2 separate regions of the Mus musculus genome follow, and region 2 is linked to region 1. A link is a contact called in public Hi-C data. All regions are on one chromosome and are shown on one strand. The core of a region is the stretch at or near the end of the contact, and the rest is flanking DNA. Distances in the headings are between cores, read along the strand shown. Region 1 overlaps Enpep (glutamyl aminopeptidase). Region 2 overlaps Elovl6 (ELOVL family member 6, elongation of long chain fatty acids (yeast)).

The links. Hi-C and Micro-C count contacts between places; a contact is called where the count stands out from the background.
Region 2: a Hi-C map of liver shows a contact between it and region 1, with 2.4 times the contacts expected there. The contact joins two enhancer-like sites. A contact is called at or near these places in 2 of 15 datasets of contacts at CTCF or cohesin (large pre-B cells and pro-B cells), 1 of 484 Hi-C or Micro-C datasets (liver), 5 of 115 datasets of contacts at active chromatin or transcription factors (DN3 thymocytes, the NIH/3T3 cell line, astrocytes and 2 more) and 1 of 9 other capture datasets (embryonic stem cells).

The regions. Positions count from the first base shown.
Region 1 is chr3:129,292,670-129,299,854 of GRCm38.p6, reverse strand. It overlaps Enpep (glutamyl aminopeptidase), which reads left to right. Exons shown (of 20, transcript NM_007934.3): 9 at 692-757; 10 at 874-1,025; 11 at 6,570-6,649. Among named protein-coding and RNA genes, the nearest start is that of Enpep, 36 kb to the left of the region's middle. Within about 2 kb of position 2,669, at least 18 of the 459 cell types and tissues checked have an H3K27ac peak or open chromatin away from gene starts, as enhancers often do. A contact at or near this core is called in hepatocytes and liver, where this site is marked.
Region 2 is chr3:129,588,411-129,595,460 of GRCm38.p6, reverse strand. The region is part of intron 2 of Elovl6 (ELOVL family member 6, elongation of long chain fatty acids (yeast)); the gene reads right to left. Among named protein-coding and RNA genes, the nearest start is that of Gm35986, 60 kb to the right of the region's middle. Within about 2 kb of position 3,985, at least 80 of the 459 cell types and tissues checked have an H3K27ac peak or open chromatin away from gene starts, as enhancers often do. A contact at or near this core is called in hepatocytes and liver, where this site is marked.

The DNA of each region.
Region 1 (7,185 bases), core at 1,420-3,919:
CAAAGTTACGCCCTGGGAACACTTGAAAAGTTTGATTTCTAGGTAAGATTCCCACACATTAAATCGCACAGGACAGGGAGAGAGCAGAAACACTGGCAAGTCTCCAAAGACCAACCCCCCAGCACTGGCCAGGTAAGGGATGAGGAAAGACTGAGATAGCTCTCAGGGTGGGGGTGGGGGGCTGTCTCAGTGCTTCTGAAATTCCCATGCAGAGATCTTGTGAGCAAAACTTCCAAAGGGACAGCTTTCTATTTAAAAGATTTATGTTTTAAAAGTATTTGAAGAATAAAGACTTGCTCTCCTAAGTGAGTAACTTCTCCTATCTACTCATAACCACCTTGATCATTATTCAAAAGACTTCATGCCTGTTCTCTTCCTTAGCATGGCAAATTCGACCCACTAGCATTTAAGTTCAAGAACTGAGGAAGTGTCCACCTTTAAGACGGCTGAAAAATGGAAACAATACTTAATCATATGAAAATCAAACAGCACTGAAATATCAGTGTCTGGAAATGATGTTTTACTGCAAGAAAGTCACTGCTGTTTCTTGGATGGTGTTTGTGTGTGTGTGTGTGTGTGTGTGTGTGTGTGTGTGTGTGCTTATGTTATCTCATGCCATGGAAACACCAGGAGCAGTTATGGGAGGTTTGGGTGAAGGAAGACTGGCCTTTAAAGTACTCATCTTTTACAGATTTACTTGAAAAAATTCCAGTTCGCGAATGCAAAAACTTCCGACTTTTGGGATTCACTGCAAGAGGTGAGGAAGGCCTTGTCCGCTCAATTCCGAAGCAATTTACATTTTAATATCACTAATTATTTTTAATTTCCCCGCATTTACAAACTAATGGAGCTCCATTGTCCTCCCAACCACAGGCAAGCAATCTGCCAGTGAAAGAAGTGATGGACACCTGGACTAGCCAGATGGGTTATCCTGTGGTCACTGTGAGTGGAAGGCAGAACATCACCCAGAAACGCTTTCTGTTGGACTCCAAAGCTGATCCTTCGCAGCCACCGTCAGAGCTCGGGTAAAGATGACTCACTTTAAAAGAACAGGAGAAATTACTCAGCAGAAATACTGCTCGTACACTTAGGTCCTGCCTTCGTGGTATGATTGGCATGTGACAGTGTAAAGGTACAGCCTTTAGGCAACAGAGAGGTCAAGGCTAGCCAAGTGGCAGAACTGAGCGTTTGCCCACGTTTATCTTCTATGTGGACATGGACATCAAAGAATAAAAGAGTGGAAGCAGTGGAAAAAAATAAAGCCAGGTGTTGAACATGAGTGGGCGGGGCTGTGGGCAGTATGGAATGCTGGGAGAAAGGCTAAAGGGAAAATCATGGTCCAAAGGGAACTGGGAAAGATGTTGACAGATAATTACAGTGACCTCCCTAGGCAGGCTCTGCACTTACAGTGTGCAGTGCACAATAAAGAATACAGAGGATCTGAAAAATGGGTTGAGTAGTGAGCCCAGGCTGTGCCTTTCGGACCTACTCCTCCGCTTCATTCCCACCCATCACTCTTGCCCTCACTGTTAGAGAACTCTCAGAAGTCTGGCAGTGACAGCAGGCAGGAATCCAGATGGCTTGTTCCCCACCCCCTTCCAAATATACTAAAACAGTAGAGGACAGCCAAAGACTTCCACAGTGGAGGCTCCGGAGCAAAGCCATCCTTGCAAGGAGCATGGGCTGGGCTTCCCCTACGACTGCTCACGGGAGAGGCTTGTTTCCAAAACCTATCTTCCTCCTCTGTAGAAGGGGTAGCATCCAAGCCCTCAAGAGTAATCAATTCCGTTTTGAGAGATGATTTAGTTGGTAACAGACGTGCCATGAAAGCTTGAGGGTCCGAGTTTGCATCCCTAGAACCCATGTGAGGCCAGATAGAGCAGCACGCACTGGCAGCCCCAGTACCTCTATGGTAAGACGCATAGTGGCCTCAGGACATTCCCCAGAATCCTCAGCCCGTCTGCATACGCGAAAGTGGACAACAGAGAGACCTTGTCTCATATACGGTGGATGGTAAGGATCCTCTCACGTCCACACAAGTGGATATGCACACCCACACACAGATGCACACATCACACATGCAGACTCAGAACAACAACGTGATCAACTCAACTCTCCTTTCTTAAATATGAATAGACAGTGGAGAATTAGAAGACACATGAAAAATGGCTAAGCATGAAAGCTTAAACAATCCCAGGTGGACAAATGAAAAAGTCCCGACTCTACGGACATTAATCAGGAACCAAAAATGGGAAGAAAAAAAGGGGGGAAAGAAAGAAAGAGAAAATTATAAGAAATATTCAGACTTAAAAAAAAAAAGCTATGTGCTTATTGTACAAGACACAGTGCCTTCGAAAGGCAAATTGAGAACCCAGAAGGAAGACTAAAATTTTCAATGAAGTAAATTTGGGAGAAATTCTCCAAAAATGTAAAACTGACACAACGAGATGGTAACTATGAAGAAGGCAAACCTGAAAGCCTAGTGTCCGAAGAAGGGGTGAACAGCTAGGCACAGTGGCAGAGTCTGTGGGCGAGTGATAGGACCTGACCCAGTGTGGCAGGAGCTGGATCCTTGCCAGCTGGCAGGGATAGTGTGTGTAGCTTGTCCTTGGGTCCCATGGGTGTATCACATGGAAATGAACAAACTCTGTGAATTGACCTCTGTGAACTGAGAGCTGGTTGTGAAACCCTCAGTGGCTAGTGGCATGTCACAGAACGACAGTCACACCAAAAAAGGTGGGGCAAGACTCTCCCCTAGAGGTCCACGTGTGACCCAGGGAGAAGCTTGAGAATGATTTTATTTTGAAAATGTTTACTGTTAAAGGGAAACAGAAGTAGTAACATGAGGGAACTAGCCCGTGCCTCTCGTGGTTAAAGTAGAACATATTGGGTAATGTTAGTCAAGTTAAACTGGAGAGCCAGGCCAGAAGCTTGTGCCCAAGGAAGGGATGTGACAGCCTAGGGTTTTCAGCACCAGCTCTTCAAACTTTTTATTAATTATGAACTTATGTACAAATTGCCCAAGGCAAATTCCCCTGACCATTTAAGCAGCACTTCACTTTGAAATTTAATCAAATTATCTTATATATAAAACACATAAACTTATACATGGGACCAAGTTCATCTAAACACTTCTAATTAAAACTTTATTTCTAAGCCAGACAGTGGTGGCACACACCTTTAATCCCAGCACCCAGTGGGGACAAACAGACAGATTTCAAGAATTTGAGGCTAGCTTGGTCTACAGATTGAGTTCCAGGATAGCCAAGGCTATATATAAAGATATCTTGTCTCAAAAACAAAACAAACCAAAAAAACCCCAAAACTAGTAATTTCAAAGTATGAAGATTCAACTAAGATGTACAAATCTGTATCATCTACATTTTTATTTCTTGTATATTTTTATAAATCTAGTTAAAGCACAAATTATAGGGTCAGTGGCTTAGTGGGGGAGGGCACTGGCAGCCAAATCTGATGACCCACATGGAAACCACACAGATAGGAGAGGATCTTTGGATCTATTTTATGGGGGGGAAATGTGAAAATCGAGGCAGAAAGCGGTTATGCAACTCATTCAAGGTTGCTCAGAGAGGAAGTGATGGGACCTTCATTTGAATGCAGGCAGACTAGCTACAAGGCTGCATAGGAAGACTGGGGGGGTGGGCAAGGAAGGAGAGGGAGGGAAAGCCTGGGACAGGGATGCAAGCCACAATAGAGGGTGGAGACATTGGCTAGGATAGTGAGAAATCAAGGGACCGGAGGGAGAACACTGACAGATGACATTTGTATTTTCCCAAGTTCCCTCCAGTGACAACATGCGCATTGGATGTTACAGTGAGTAAGGCAGCAACATCCTCTGTCTTGCAAAACAACCTTCCACTAGGCAGGTTTCCCAGTAATTGTTTCCTCCTGTCATGGGTAGCCACTGATTTATTAAGCAAAGACAGCTCTTGCTTTGTTTGAGCTAGAGGGATTGGAGTAACAAACAAACAAACAAACCAGAAACAAACCTCCTGGTTTATCCATTCTGGTCTATACAGACCCTTCCCCTAAAAAAATTACAACTAAGTGAACCAAACACATCATTAAGAATAAAATCCCTTTTTGTTACCATAAATTTTTAAATTTTATTCAGCAAGAGATTACAGTTGTAGCATTGATACTTAATCTTTTTCTTAAGTTTTTAACCAGATATTGTATGCATCTTATTGTGATTCCTACAGGCATGAATTTTAGCCTCTAAAATTATCATAAAGTAGATTTATTTGTGTTGGATTTATAAAATAGAATTATATACTCACAGGAAAAGAAACAGAAAATCTGCTCTTTCTTCCTCACTGAGAACAATTTGTTACAAATCAATAGTAGCTGAACAAAGAAGCAAGAGATTTCCAAACGGAAACGAGTTTTCCTCATGTTTCTCCTTATCAAAATATTAGACAGCAATAAATACTTTCAGGCATCCTGCTATCTTGTATAATTAGCATATGTGAATAAGAATGTCTAAGCAGCACCTTCACCCACAGTGGGGTGGGTGGGACTGGCCCTTTCCTAGGCTAAGGCTTAGCCCTCCCTCTTCCAAGCTGCTCTTTTGTGCTCTCGGTTACACTGTGGGCTGACTGACCTCTTCTGAGTGTCTTTCTGTTTGCTTAATCCAAGATTAGGAGAAGCATAGAGCAGAAAGTTCTCTCATTCAGATGAACCCTATGTGAGTCATATTGTGGTCTCCGCCATCTCTTCAAATGTCTCATCTCTGTCTGTGGGATTTCTTCCTATCAGGACCCCGGGTGCCCATTCCACATTAAGAGACAGAAGATTGGGAGTAGGGGTGCCATCATAGAAGATTAAGTCAGTGTCAGCGGCAAAAATTAGACTGGCCATATTTAGCACTGATGGAGCCTGTAAGACAGTCAGAACACTAGTTACACCTTCAGGAACGACCCCTGATACTGCTGAATTTAGATAACATGTAACAGCCTTCATTTACTTGGCTCCTGCTCTTGGACATATTATGCTCCCAAATCTTTTTCTTTACTCAGCGGAGATTAGGTACAATATCAGGATTCTAAAATTAGAAGAGAGCAGTAGCGCCACTGCCTTCCTTCATTTTGACTTACGGCACTCTTAGACATCCCAGGATAGCGTGTTTTATATCTGTTTCCAGTAACACATCTTCTACCAGCCTTTAGTGTGGTAGAGTCCCAGGGAGGAGAACACCCTATATGAAGACTGTGCTCATAGATCATGAAGCCCCCAGCTGTTCCAGGTTGGGTCAGGCTGGCACTAGGGAAGATGGGGAAGCTCGACTGTTCTTCCGGTTAGCCCTGCACTAGCAGCACGGCAAGAATATAGAATGGGATTTGTTACAGTCTGCTTTGTTCCTCTTCTGAGAAGTCGTAGAGCTCCCTAAAAACGTACCTGGAGATGGCAAGTGAAGGAGGGAGCAGGGATGGGGGTGGGGGCACCTGCAGGAGTGCTGTACGAAGCGGGATCTGTAGAGACTCGCTGGCTGCCAACTACAGGGAAGCTCTGGAGCCTGCTCAGATGTACTTGGCAGATTAGGTAAGATAGGTTGTCACCACACCCATCCACCACGAAGGAAGAAGGGCCACATTCAGAGGAATAAGTTTCCTGGATCTTTGGGCTTTCAGGCTCCAGCAGCCTGAGGGCATCTGCCACGCAGCCAGTTTGGAAAGCATACCCAGTCAGGGAGGGGAGAGAAATGTAAGGAGGTGGCATTGGGTAAGCCTGAAGCATCCACAACAGTCACTGGAGAACCAAGGGAGCCACTGGTCTCCTGAACTATGTAGCTATTCTACTGGAGACAGGAGGGTGGCAAGTTCAAGACTTGCCTGGGCTGCAGAATGAGTTCAAAGCTAGCCTGGGAAGTCTAAAGGGGCTTTGTCTCAAAATAAAAAATTAAGTCGTAGCTCATTGTTAAAGGGCATCCTTGGCATGCTGGGGGTGGGGGAGGCTAGAATCAACCCTCTGATTTCACAAAACTGACACAAACAGTAGAACAAAATCGGCACCCCTTTCTCCTCCCCTGATGTGACTGAAATACTAAATAGCAAAGGAGGCCACTGAAATAAGCTTAGGGGGTGAGTTTCCCTTGCAGCACCGATGTCATGGCTGCAGTTAGTTACTAAGCGAACTTTAGAGACGAACACGTAATGCTTAGTGGGAAGGAAGGCAGAATTTCAGTATAATTTGATAAAAGAAAACACACCATGCTTGAACCTACATAGGCTTGAATGCAGAGGATCTCCGTGCTATGATTCCAAATGCTACATTTATACAAGTTGCATTGTGCAAAAATATTTCTTTCAAAACATTTTTTTACTGAATATTGGATTTTCTTCTCCCTTATCTAATTTCATGTACATTTTATAGATTTATAGAAACAGAACTCTCTGGCATGACCTATCTTCTTCCCAGAAGTACATTTTACAGATTGTGTGTGTTGTGTACTACGCACTGCCAATCATTTATAAGGAAAAATGTGTTCATCGGTTGATTTTGATACTTAAGCTTCCCATGATTAAGTGTTTCCTTCTTAAAATTTTTAGTTACACATGGAATATTCCAGTCAGATGGGCTGATAATGACAACTCAAGGATCACCGTGTACAATAGGTTAGACAAAGGAGGTAAGTATTTATTTAACACATTCATTTCTTCTGTGAATTGATGCATTTCAGGAAACAAACAGAAACACAGCAAGGCCAAACTTTCAGCCAAAACTTGTGAGTTTCCGCTGAAAGTCATCTCTCAGCTAACTTACCCACAAATCTAAACTTTTGTCTACGATGAGAACTTCCCCACCTTGACACGATCCTTTAGTGATTTATCATGGCAGACAAGAAAAAATCGCCAGAGCCAAAGGAATTTTACTTACCTGTCAATCACTGGGAAATCAAGCCGTTAGGTTCCGACCTTTCCTGGCTTCCTCCCTGCCCCCACCCTTCCGTCCTTTCTTCCTTTTCTCCTCTCTCTTCTGTTCTTTATATCAAAGAAGGAAGACATTGAAATTCTTAAAATATTACACGAATGGCCTGATTTTTACATGTTTTCTCTCAGTTAGAAAAATCAGGGGCAGATGTGTTTCTTCTTCTCTCTCCGTTGACTTTTCTTCTCCTTATTTGAAAAAATTTAGGGTTCTTTAAAATCAAGGAGGTGTTATTAC
Region 2 (7,050 bases), core at 2,736-5,235, 290 kb before region 1:
ATTCTTCAGTGTGGCTTCAAAGAAAAGCTTCTCAGAACTCCAGTTAGGACAGACGGTGCTGTTTTGGGGGGGGGGGGGGGCTCAGAAGGAAAAATGGCTAAGCACAAGGAAACTCAGTCTCTTTCCCCTGGAGAACTGGAAGGCTGATGTGCCTCGCATCCCCAGGGGCTTCCCCTCTCGGAACACACACTGCAGGATGCGTCAGACACCAACCGGTCCCACATGTGCCCACACATCACTATAGCAGTGGACAATTTTGCAAAGTCAGCTCTTTCCTCCCACCTTCACCTGGCTTCCAGGGGTCAATCTCCGGGTACACGGAACTCAGCAAGCTCCTTAACAGGGTCAATCTCAGGGTACATGGAGGTCAGCAAGCTCCTTAACGCACTGAGCCATCTCACCAGCCCCTAATGTTTGGCTTTACGACTGACTGAAAAGCACCTCTGGAAACCATTTTTTTTCTCTTTTAAGAAAGTATATCTTTCCTTGAGCCATGTTCATCCATAAAACAATTACATTTTCACAGGGTGGAAAACTATACAAGAAAACCGGGAAAGCAGTGTCCCAGTTGAGGGCAAGGCCTCTGCATGCATTAAGTCAACAACTGACAACAGAGGTTTTCCACGATCAACCGACAGGAAGAGGTCTTGACTACTTAAGGGCGAGATGTAATGTAAGCTGCTAGAGTGGCAGGGGAGTTACCTCAGGAGGTTAAGTGCCTGCTGGGCAAATAAAGGGACTGAGTTTCTGGACCCTTACTTCCCATGTAACAGGCACCATGTTGGGCTATGAGGTCAGGGCCTGGCAGGTGGGGTAGGAGGAGGATGGGTGGATCGCTCCCCTCAATGAGCTCAAGGTTCAGTGAGCACCTGTCTTAAAAAGCAGAGAGGCTGGATCATGGTGACATACTTGGGAGGCAGAGGCAGGGGGATTTCTGAGTTTGAGGCCAGCCTGGTCTACAGAGTGAGTTCCAGGACAGCCAGGGCTATACAGAGAAACCCTGTCTTGAAAACCAACAAAATGTAGAGTGGAGAACACTGATTGACCTCTGGGCTTCTAAACACACACACACACACACACACACACACACACACACACACACGGTAGAATATGTGCCACCAAACTCAAATACCCATATGCACATGACCACAGGAACATTTATATACACCAAACACCTGTGCACCTACAAAAAACACAACACATAACTTAATGGACACACTGCACAGATGTTTGTGTCTGTGTCTTCTTACGTAAACTGATTTGTTGTGTAATCTCTAGCTTTTCTAAAATCCTCTATCTAAAAAAAAAAAATTCAATAGGAAGTTATACAAGGATAAGAAATTGGTATTTCTATATGTAACACAATCTTTTGCTATTAACCAATCATTCTATTTACTTCCACATAAACTCTAACTTGCCATCCTTCAGATTCTCTGCTTGTTTTATTCATTACCACTGTGCTATTATTTCTCTTTAACACACCAACTAGAGCACTTAATCTCTTTTGTGTACTAAGTCATCATGCTTGTCACCTCGTCAACATTCCAATGAGTTGTAGATGTCTTCCTTAATTTCGAATGCCCTGAGTCTTATATCACAGAACTTCCCATAAGTAGCTCTCTGTTATACAAATAAATACATAACATATTGGATATTTAACAGCTATCATGTTGCTGTGTAGACCATCCCATTGATCCTAGAGCTCGGGACACAGAGCAGGTAGATCTAGGAGTTTGGAGCCAACCTGGTCTACAAAGTGAGTTCCAGGCCAACCACGGCTGGCTACACAGCAAGATCCTCTTTCTAAAGTAGAATCTTGCACTGGGGACATATTTTAAGAGAAAAGAAAATATATTAGTGGGTGGGATAATTTATGCTAAAGCTGACTCTGAGTCTGTGCTTCAAACTTACTAGATTCTAAATCTAGATAGCTTTAAAAAAAATGATGGCTTTTCCTTTCCCCGGTTGCTAAAAGTGTCCAGCAAGTTCCTGTAACCCCACTAGCTTTTTGTTTTGTTTTTTAACATTTGTGGAACGCTTGCTGTGGCTTCCCAGGCAGCTTCAGCAGTTCTACTGGGCACTGATGAGCAAGGCCGGAAAACACTGTCTATGTGCCCACTCCTTTGGGGCCTAACACCACCTACCATATTTTCTCAGTGTGACTATTAAAGTCAGCAGAGACATCGTGGACAGCAATAACTGACATCGGTGCTGTGAAGGAATGCACAGCCTGTCCTCTAATGGGTCCTCCTCCGCTGCCAGCAAAGTCAAAAGGGCACCCAAGTCAGCAGGGCAGAACGTGTTTCGGTAGGCAAGGGTTTGCCAAAAACAAAGCCGATTACTTTGATCAGCCTGAAAATGGAACGGTGTGATACTGTACCGCAGTAATTGGAATATTTTATTCAAAGAAATTTGTGTGTGTGTGTGTGTGTGTGTGTGTGTGTGTGTGTGTTGGGGAGCGGGGAGGGGCTGGCTCAAGGTAAAATAAAAGCACGAACTGGATGAATGGATGGCCTGACCTGGAGCTGTAGAGCCCACAGTGGAAGGCTTAAAAGTTGTCCTCTGGCCTCCACACCCAAACTCACACACAGACAGATAACACGCTCTCCCCCACACATACAACTGAAAAAAAAAAATCAGCACAAAAAGTCACAAGGTTCTGAGCTCAGGTGAAAGGGACCCACTTCAAGCCTTTATACTGAGAAAGAGATGCTAACAAAGGACGCTTCTTATTAGCCTTCTACAGGAGGTGTTTCTGAAAAAAAAATTTAGCTTTCTCCTTCCTATCTATTTATCATGGAAGGGGGGGGCTCCTGTACATATTTAATTACTTACTGGGGGGCAGTAAGGAGGGGGAGTCGCAGGTATCCATTCAGTTGATTCAATCAAAAGTTAAAAGGCAAAAAAAGAAGAAAAAAAGCCTTAAAAAACTGGGCAGTGGTGGTGCATGCCTTTAATCCCAGCACTTGGGAGGAGGCAGAGGCAGGCAGATTTTGAGTTTGAGGTCAGCCTGGTCTACAGAGTGAGTTCCAGGACAGCCAGGGCTACACAGAGAAACTCTGTCTCGAAAAAAACAAAACAAACAAACAAAAAGTTAAAAGGCCCATGATGTACTGGTAATTATCCACACACATTATCTGCAGTCCTGAAACTAGACAGCAAGCTGCTCGTTCTTTTCACGACCAGTCAGAAGGCAGCCAGTGCTGGCTGCGGTGGATTCGGCCATTCAGAGTAGAGTATTGGGTTACCACCTTTCAATGTTACAAAGGTGGTTCCTCTGCCTTGCACTGACAGGTGGAGGGCTTCTCCAAGGCTAACAAGGTGTGTAACACTGGTCTCCGCCTCTTTGCTATCAAGCTGGCGGACAGTAGGCAGATGGCCCAAACTAGCTATTGGCCAGAACTCAGCCCTTGATTCTATGTAACTGCAGTGGGTGAACCCAAATGACCTCTGGCAAATACCAGCTTCTTGACTGCAAGAAGCACGTCACCTTTTGGCCATTTCGAAACTCATGTTCGTAGGTTTTTAATATCTGCCCTTTGCCCGTGTACTCGCATAGATCCTTATGTGGACAGAAGTTGAAAGGGCAGTGAAGCTTCCAAGGTAACCCAGGTCACACAACCCAAGGAACTCTGGAGTTATGAAAGGGTCTGGCTGGTCTCTGGTCTACAAGTATCTGCTTTGTGCTCGCTGGATTTGGGAAGGGCAGAGAATCGGAACATTGGCTACAGCTGCGAGTCCTCCAGGAGCCCATCCTATCACAGAGCAGAGTGATCTGTATATGTGGTGACTAGAGACCTTTTTACCCTGAACGGCCAGTTGGGCTAGCAAGACAGTTCAACAAGGCACTTAGCCACTAAGCCTGACCACCTGATCTTTTCCTTCTCAGTCGCTCTTGATTTACTGAGGCAGACTCTCACTGGACCTGGAGTTCAGTGGTTTAGCTGGCCAAGCTAGCCAGCTTGACCCCAGTGACCCCTGAGCACAGGCATGAGAGACCTCATGCTACCACGCCCACTCGACTTTTCGACTTGGGATTCTGGGATGTGAACTCTGGGCTCCATGGTTGCATGGCAACTGCTTTGTCCACCGAGCCACTTCCCCCAGCTGTCTGTGGCCTCATAAGTTCAGGTTTGGCTTTGCAAGAGAAACCTGAGTGGAAAGAACAATTTATACGTTCAAGAGCAACCGAGGAGTCCATCCGCATCAACATTCGGCTTCCACATACACTCCCACCCCGGCTCTTTAAGAAAGCTGCCAAGATCATTTCTTAATTAGACAAGAGCTTGACTACAGGCACATTGATTCTGCTGCACGAGCAAGCTGGTTTTGCTCGGCATGTGCGGATTCTAGACAAGGACGAGGAAATTTTGAGTTTTCTTTTGAGAGTCAGCAGGGAGTACAGCTCACAGGTGGCTTTACGGCGTACAGCGCATGCTCAGACATAAAGCGCATGCTCAGAGCGAAGCTTCTGTGACACTGCAGAAATGAAACTACCAGAAGAAGCCCTCTATAGTGCGAACAAATGACACACGACTTTCAATCTAAAAAAATAAGGCTAAGTGGTTTTGTGACGAAAACAGGGTCTGTCACTGGGACCTGAGGCTCGCCTAATGGCAGCTGGCTAGTGAGCTGCAGGGTGTCTCTATTTCCCCAGAGTACACACCAGTCACTTCTGGCTTTCTACATGGACAATGGGGATTTAACTCAGCATCCCATGCCTGCTTGCATGGCAAACACTCAATGACTGAGCTATCCCGCCAGCTCGTGTTCACACATTCTAAGCACCTCTGCCTTAAGTATTTCTAAAAATAACCTACTGCCTACCCACAAAAATACCTCCGTGGATGTTAATAACACAGATTGTCTAGCTTTAAGATAATGCAACTGTACCACAAGTCAAAGCCAATTTTAGTTTATAATAAAGTTAAACGTTACTATTACCTATATAAAATTAATAACAATGAAAATAAAAGACTAGGAATTAAAATGAAGTCTTGGGGGAGGGGGATGTTGCAGATGTAGAACTCTCAGCTACTACTTCAGCGCCATGCCTGCCTGCACGTCACCATGCTTTCTGCCATGAAAGGTAACGCACTAAACCCCTGAACTATAGCTCAATTAAAGGCTTCCCTTTATAAGAGTTGCCAGTCATGGTGTCTCTACACAGCAACAGAAACCCTAAATAAGACAGCTTCAGTGGACCATACAAACTTCCATCTAAAACTAAGCCGTTGAAAGTCAACAGATGGTTCTACATCGAGGAATCGAGGCTTGGACTTGTGGTATCACTTAGGGATGAAACGGAAGCAAAAGCCTGCACTCTTATAGGAGAAGCCTAGCAGTGGCTGAGGCGGAGGCTAGATAAGCCAAGCTCCGTGTGTGTAGTTGGTTACAGTTCCAGGTCAGCACACTCCAGGTGGGAAGCTGGCAGCGAAGTGGATCTCATGCCGCACAGAGGTGTAAGTATATAAGGTTCAACACGTGCTTTCTGCAAACACACTTCGTATTTTCCAATGAGCAATGGGCACCCGGTCAAAGCTGACACTTCCTTACTTGTTCTGGTGTTTAATCCTGGGTCGGACGTCTCCACCCTGTGTGTCAATGGTGCTAGTTTCTGGACTAAGAAAACTGCCACCTAGATTCCTAAGCAAGACACAAAGTCCTCAGCAACATGGCGATATGATTTTAAAAATCCAAGAAAGGCTAGATAGATGGGGCCGGGTAAATATGAGATTGCTGAGCAAGATAACCCACTTGGGGCCTCCAACGTAACACCAATTTTTTTTTTTTCATAAAAAATAGAGTATCATCTTCCATTATTTGACAGATCTACTTCGAGGAAAGGATTATAGATGTTTCTTTTGAAACTGAATTGTACTTTGCAAAAGGTTGAGGGTGTTTTTCTCCCAGAAAAGAAAGTAAATACTTGTGAATATCAAATATTAGTACTGTGTTCTGTATTTCCTTAGGGACACACAACTGCTAACTGACAGAAAGCTGACTGGTGGGTACCTGGCACTGAGCAGGGTGAGGGATGATTGTACAGGGGCTCTGTAAACTGATTTAAAACCACTGAAACAAATGTCTATCAAGGTAGGATTAGCACATTAGAATATTTCCAAACATTGAACTAATCTATAAAGTTGTCTTCCCACGGAGCTTTAGAGACAAATGTTTTGAAACCGGGCATGGTGGAACTCTCTTCCTTCTTGACAGCTAAATAAGAGTATTCAGAAGTCCTTGAGTCTTCCAAGAGACTGCCCCATACGATGGCTCCCGGGCAGGCTCGATGAAGGCTCACCTTGACTCAACTTCCCCCCCACCAGCACAGTTCAGCCTTGCTTTTTCCTCCTCATGACAATGGAGACAGCCAAATGACAGAGCTGCAGCAATGACAACGTAGGCACAAGTGGCTGGCTGGCATGCCTTTGAGAAAGCATTTGAAAACATGTTCACATTGACGACACACCCTTTTGTGGGTGTGTGTGAGTCTTGGTCCTCTGCTTCTCTGCCTTGGTCTGACTCAGACCTGCTCCTGCCAGTTGTCATCTTGAATTGTGAGTCAACACTCGAGAAAGAGAGAGTGAGAGACAAGGGAGATTGCATGACACCATCAGTGAGGTTTCAAGGTCTGCATTAGGTTACATGGACTTGTGACTGAAACACACCTTGTGAAGGAAATCCCCACCTTCTAATCAAGGCCTGGCTTCTTGATTCTTCATGATACCCAGAACAACGTAAATAAAACCCTGTCACAAGAATTCTGTAGTAATCACCACATACACTCAAGCTCGTGCACACACACACACACACACACACACACACACACACACCCCACTACACAATAACATCTATACAGCCTCCTATAAAAACACTGACTTGACCTAACCCACGGGAAAGAGCAAGAAAACAGAACTCAAAACTCTTGCACACATTTCCTGGGTATCTTGGCCTTTATTAGTTCTTAAGTTAGTCAAGTCAGAGCATATTAGAATCAACTTAAGAAAAGCCCAGGATGCAACCTCTGCCACCACCACCCCCCACCAC